2 separate regions of the Macaca mulatta genome follow, and region 2 is linked to region 1. The links are chromatin contacts, called in public Hi-C maps. All regions are on one chromosome and are shown on one strand. Each heading gives the region's core, a stretch centred on a gene start, on an enhancer-like site or on the middle of the called end of the contact. The rest is flanking DNA. Distances are from core to core; before and after follow the strand shown. Region 1 holds the start of NAPB (NSF attachment protein beta). Region 2 holds the start of GZF1 (GDNF inducible zinc finger protein 1).

What was found. Hi-C and Micro-C count contacts between places; a contact is called where the count stands out from the background.
Region 2: a contact with region 1 is called in a Hi-C map of fetal cortex germinal zone, with 2.6 times the contacts expected there. The contact joins the promoter of GZF1 here to the promoter of NAPB in region 1. A contact is called at or near these places in 5 of 14 Hi-C or Micro-C datasets (CD4 T cells, blood, cortical neurons and 2 more).

What each region holds. Positions count from the first base shown.
Region 1 is chr10:60,606,391-60,609,127 of T2T-MMU8v2.0, reverse strand. It overlaps NAPB (NSF attachment protein beta), which reads right to left and starts at 1,422. Exons shown (of 10, transcript XM_077951098.1): 1 at 1,233-1,422. The coding sequence starts at 1,330. It overlaps LOC114670431 (a long non-coding RNA gene), which reads left to right and starts at 128. Exons shown (of 2, transcript XR_003720024.2): 1 at 128-667.
Region 2 is chr10:60,670,593-60,673,329 of T2T-MMU8v2.0, reverse strand. GZF1 (GDNF inducible zinc finger protein 1) reads left to right here and starts at 1,403. Exons shown (of 6, transcript XM_077951095.1): 1 at 1,403-1,436.

The DNA of each region.
Region 1 (2,737 bases), core at 173-2,672:
ACAGCAAAGGATCTTTCACTTTCAAAAGAAAAAAACGAAAACAGGCACACACAAAATTTCTGCCTTTCTCATCCTAAACAGCTGAATCATTCACATATTCAACAGCCCAGAAGAATTCTGGGCTGTCAGTGCGGGCTCTGCTTTTTGAGAGCTTGGAATTCAAAATCCTCCTTAAGAGAGCAAGGAAGAATTACAGGAGATTAACGGGATTCCCAAAGGGCGCTGACTTAAACCGGAGCAGCGTCACCGTTAATCAAACAGGAGGCCCTGGCTATCAATCAATCTCCGGAGAAGGAAAAATACTATGCTGAGAAAATACGTTCGTTCATTATTCAAGTATTTACTAAAGGTGTACTCGGCGCAAGGCCCCTGGCGGGAGGCCAACAAGCACACCAGCTCTGGATCCGGCGCCTGGCAGCCCCCTCCCCCGCGGGGCCCACCAGCAGGCAGGACGCCCCCAGCAGCGCGTGCCAGGCGCCAGGGGCGGCCCCTGCACTGACCCCTCCGGTTCCTCCCGGGCGCGCCTCACCCGGACCGGTCTCCGGAGCGATACGGGCTTCAACGTGGCGAAATGCACCAATACGACTCGCCACGCACGGAGAAGGGGGCCCCACGAGCGCCCCGGGCTACCCCGCCCCCGGCCCTCAGGGAGCTGCTGACCTGCTAGGTAGTGGGACCCCCGCACCAACCCGGGCCAGGGCGACGGGGAAGATCCGGGGTCTCCAGAGGGCGCGTGGGGCTGACAGCCCCCCTAGAGTGTTCTAGGGGCTTCCTGGGGCGCTTGGGGGGATCTGGGGGTCCTAGGGGTTCTCTGAAAGGCGCGTGGGGGCTGAGGGTCCCTGTGAGACTCTGGGGATTCCAAGGGGGCGTGTTAGGGGATCTGGAGGGCATGTGGGGGCTGAGGAACCCTGGGGGGTTCTGCCGGCCCTAGGGGGTCTCTAAAGTGCGCGTGGGGGCTGAGAGCCCCTGGGAGGATGCGGGGTTTCCAGGGATCCTGGGGGGCCCTGTGGGGTCTCCGGAGGGCGCGTGCCGACTGAGGGCCCCGGGGCGTCCTGGGGACTCCAGGGGGCGCTAGGGGGCCCTACAGGATTTCTGGAGGACGCCTGCAGGCTGAGGGCCCCTAGGCGTGGTCTGAGGGTCCCAGAGGTGGCGTGGGGGACTCGGGGGGTCAGCGTGAAAGGAAGGGGGCCAAGTACCGAGACCCCCTAGGGCACGCACGGTCTGGCGCTCACCCAAACAGCCCTCGGAGGAAGGAGTGGGAGGCCTTGACTCGCTTCTCGGCCTCCGCCATCAGCTGTACCGCCTCACGCTCCTTCCCCGCGTTGTCCATGTTGCCAGCCGCAGCCGCCACAGCCCCCTCAGCCGGCTCGCTGCGCGCCCAGGCGCCTTAGCCCTCCCTCTGGCGGCCGCAGGGGCGCAGGCGCAGGCGCGACGCGCGAGGCCTTTCGGGAGCTGTAGCCCAGGTCCTGTCATGGGGGCGGGGATGCGCGAGCCGCCTACTACAGTTCCCAGGAGGCCCCGGAGAGGGGTGTGTGTGAGCCGAGCATACGCACAGCTAACTCCCGGGACATCGGCGCAGGGGGCGTGACCACCCAGAGGGGTCCTGGGCCAAGGTGAACTTTAATCTTTTAGGTATGAGGATATGGTAAATGATCCGTGGCCTCTAGTAAATATCACCTACTCAGTAAAACTCGCATGGCAATGGGATGGATGAAGGAACAGGGGGATAACAGATTGGATGGAACCCACACCCTACATGCAAGTTCTGCAAAAGAGAATCTGGTGTAGCCACCAAAGCATCACATGCTTGATAACGCCTACCAAAAAATGAGCAACAGCTGGCAATAAAAGCCATTTTTATCTCCAAGAGCAAGACTTCCCCAATATAAGTTCAGTTATTTTTAAATCTCCCCAAACTAACTTTCTGTTGGTCCTCTCTTCCTTGGTTATAAATGAGTTGCATATATGCAATATATGCACAATCCACTCTTTTGTTGACTGAATTATATTCAGTGGATATCAACCACTGAACTCTTATCCTTTACATAATACTGGCCATAGTGGATGGATCTCCAGGGACAAAATTTGTGCCTGCCAGGAAGACTTTTAATCTCCTAGGAGAAGTATCCATAGATAGATGGAATCCTGTGCCAGAGACTTTCAGGCCTGTCCCAGAGGGAGTTATTTTTGAATACAATGTCTAGACCATTCAAGCTTGGCAGTGCTAAGGCAGAGATGCTGAGGATTTATGACAGTTTCAAACTATTAATAAATACACTCTGGGCACTGGCATGCAAAATTTTAAAAAATGAAGACTGTCTGTAGAGAGCAAGGCAAGAGGGGCCAAACTCCTAGAAAGAAAGTTGACTAAAGCACATATCACAGAGTTCATACATTTCAGGCCTCTGTAGAGATAGAAAGAAATCTCAGCTCTTCATGCAGTTTATTTACGATTACTACATGCGTTATTCTAACTTTGAAAAGCTGATCTGTGTGCTTTTGGAGAGAGAAGGAGGCAGGAAGTTGGAGGTGACCGTAAATGCAGGGGACATCAGAGAAAAACCGTAAAAAGTGAACATAAGCATTTGGAAAGCAGAGCAATCTATGGGCGTTTAATGGAGTGAGGCTAAATCAAAAACTCCTAAGTAAATCAGTGTGTTGATTAAATCAGTTCCCAAACGTGGTTTGATGCAGAAGCTCTAATGGATATTTAAGAAATACTGATTGCTAGGCCACT
Region 2 (2,737 bases), core at 154-2,653, 64 kb before region 1:
TTTAATTGAATAAGCATTAAACTAGAATGTGATACCCATCACAGGCAATCCACTAAGAAACTGCAAAGACAGAAACCCCACTCTTTTGTGCAGCCAAGCAATCCATTACACACGTTTTCAAGATAAACAATAAGTAGTTCTCAAAGGAACTTGGCAGCACTTTTCATCACACACAGTTCATCTAACCTGATATTGGGGTGATCCTTTGTGTTAGCCAATTGGCTTTATCTAGAGGAAAAAGAAACTTGTATCTTTATGAGATAATTTTGTAAGTTGGAGCAAAGGGCCCACTGAAGTTAGGCTCCTACTCTCCCATTAAAACTGGGAGATAGGGGCATTAGTTCCCTTGATACTTAAGGTCCTAGAGAAACATGTATCTAGGTTAAAAAGCGGACAAAAAGGCCTAGTCTTCAAAAGGATTTATATATTTCAAAGAGTGGAAAAAGTACGTACACTAATTACCAGTTTTCTAAAAGTAAATGTTCAAAGAAAAAGGGAGGGAAATCTTTTATTTTCAACAGGAAGTAATAAACCTCTTATTTTAAATTTGTACTTGTCTTGACAGTCCCCAAACATTACAAACTCAACCTATCGATAAGACAAGGCTGAGTTAACTGCGGGCCACAGTAAGGGACAGCATGACCTGGCAAAGCTTTAGCAATGGTTGGGAGCAAAAGGCAGTCAGTTTATGGAGAACTGGAAGTCTGACTTAAGGCAGGTGTTTCAAAGCGGGCTTTAGTTAGTATTGAGCAAGAATTGGTGGAAACAGCAAGATTTCGAGGAGTCAGCGAATCTTAGGGCATTAATTGTGCTTTCCCCAGAAGAGTGGATGGGTCTCTGAGGAATTCTGTAGTGACAGGGAACTCCTGGAAAAATAAAGCCCTGCAATAAAGACCTCAGGGTGCAGTCCCGGCTCCTGGCGCGCCGGGTCCCCCAGCAGGGGCGGGGGCACCGTGGAAAAAGCACCCCAGAGGAGAGCGCCGCGCCCCGCCTGGCGCCTGTTCTCCAGCAACCGTAGAGGCATCTGCGCGCGGCTGCACCCCCAATAGCCACGGCGAGTGCCAGCTCCAAGCCCGGCTTTACGCGAGGTCCCTCGCGTGGCCACGGTGCCCTGCGGGTGCGCTCGGCCTCGGGGACCTGAGCAGCTCTTAGTAGGAAGCGAACTGCAGGGCACACCCTGACCGCAGGCTGCTGGGACAAGGAAGCTCTGGCGCCCCGCGGCCAGAAGCCAGGAACGGACGCGAAAGTGACCACGCGCCTCGAACGCTCACGTGACCTTTCGCGACTGGCTCCGCCCCGCTGTGGCGTGCCGCAGTGCAGACGTCGGTGTCTCCTGCGCCGGCGCAGGTCTTGGCTCGCGGCGGGTGACGCAATGCGGCGGGTGACGCAATCCGGGGTCGCCAGTCAGTCGCGCGGCCCCGTGTACGTCAGATCAGGTAACTCTGCCTAAACAGCTACGCTGCCCGACTTGCGCGCTCAGCCGCTTCCTCAGCCCCGCCAGGGGCGGGGCCGACCGCGGTAGGGGAGGGGCCTTCAGTGACCAATCGGCGGTGCCCGCGCAGGGTACCACGCCCCGCCCAGCCGGGCCGGCCGTTCCTACCGGCCTGGTCCAGCGGACAGGGGCGGCAGCGGGGGCGCCGGCTGGAAGGTGAGTGCGTGGCCCGCAGGCCTGGCCCCGGCCCCTCGCCGCCCGCCGCCGCCTTCCTGTCGTCCGCGCTCCCCGGCTGCTCTGAGGAACTGCGGGGTCTCGGGGATGCGGGAGCGGGGGCAGGGGGCGGCCCGAGGGCCTGATCCACGCGGCCCCGGATGCCCGCGTTGGGAGGCGGCGCGTCAGGACGAGGAGGGGCTTCTCTGTGGCTGCAGTAGTTTGTACTCCGGGTGGTCTTTGGAGTGGCCAAGCGGCGTCCGGGCGCTGGGGAGGCCAAGTGGCGCGGGCAGGGTGGGAGGTGCCGTGAGGATGGCGAGGACAGCGGCGGCTTTAAGCCCTCCTGGAAGCCCGGCCCCTGTGGCCGTGGACGGGGCTGCCGGTAGCAGCGTCTCCTGGGAAGGGTTCTGGCCCCGTGAGCCTCGGGGATTCAGGGGCCGCCGACGTTGGTGCAGATGCCGGGCGCACTGGGAGGCGGCCAGAATGCCAATGAGCTTCGGCGGACACGCAGCTGTCACCGGCCGCAGACGGCCCTGTCGCCACTTCCAGTGTCTGCACTCCAGTAGCCAAGCAACATAGGAAATCGCGCTCAGACCCACTTTGTTGATTGAGAAATCAGGTCCCCTCGAGGGCCCTGTTGGCAGAGGTCTGGGGAAGTCAGGGCTGGCAGTGTGTATGGGCATCAGGCTGACAGCCCTCTGCAGCCTTGTTTCCCCAGGCTGGGGCTGGGACCACTGAAACCCCGCCCCACTCTTATAGATCCCTTGCTTAGGCTTTGTCAGTGTTCTCACAGTTTACTGTGGCGTCTCCTTCAGGCGACATTGATCAAACCTCATAGGTAGGCCGGGCGTGGTGGCTCACGCCTGTAATCCCAGCACTTTGGGAGGCCGAGGCGGGCGAATCACGAGGTCAGGAGATCATCGAGACCATCCTGGCTAACAAGGTGAAACCCCGTTTCTACTAAAAATACAAAAAAAATTAGCTGGGCGTGGTGGCGGGCGCCTGTAGTCCCAGCTACTCGGGAGGCTGAGGCAGGAGAATGGCGTGAACCCGGGAGGTGGAGCTTGCAGTGAGCCGAGATCGTGCCACTGC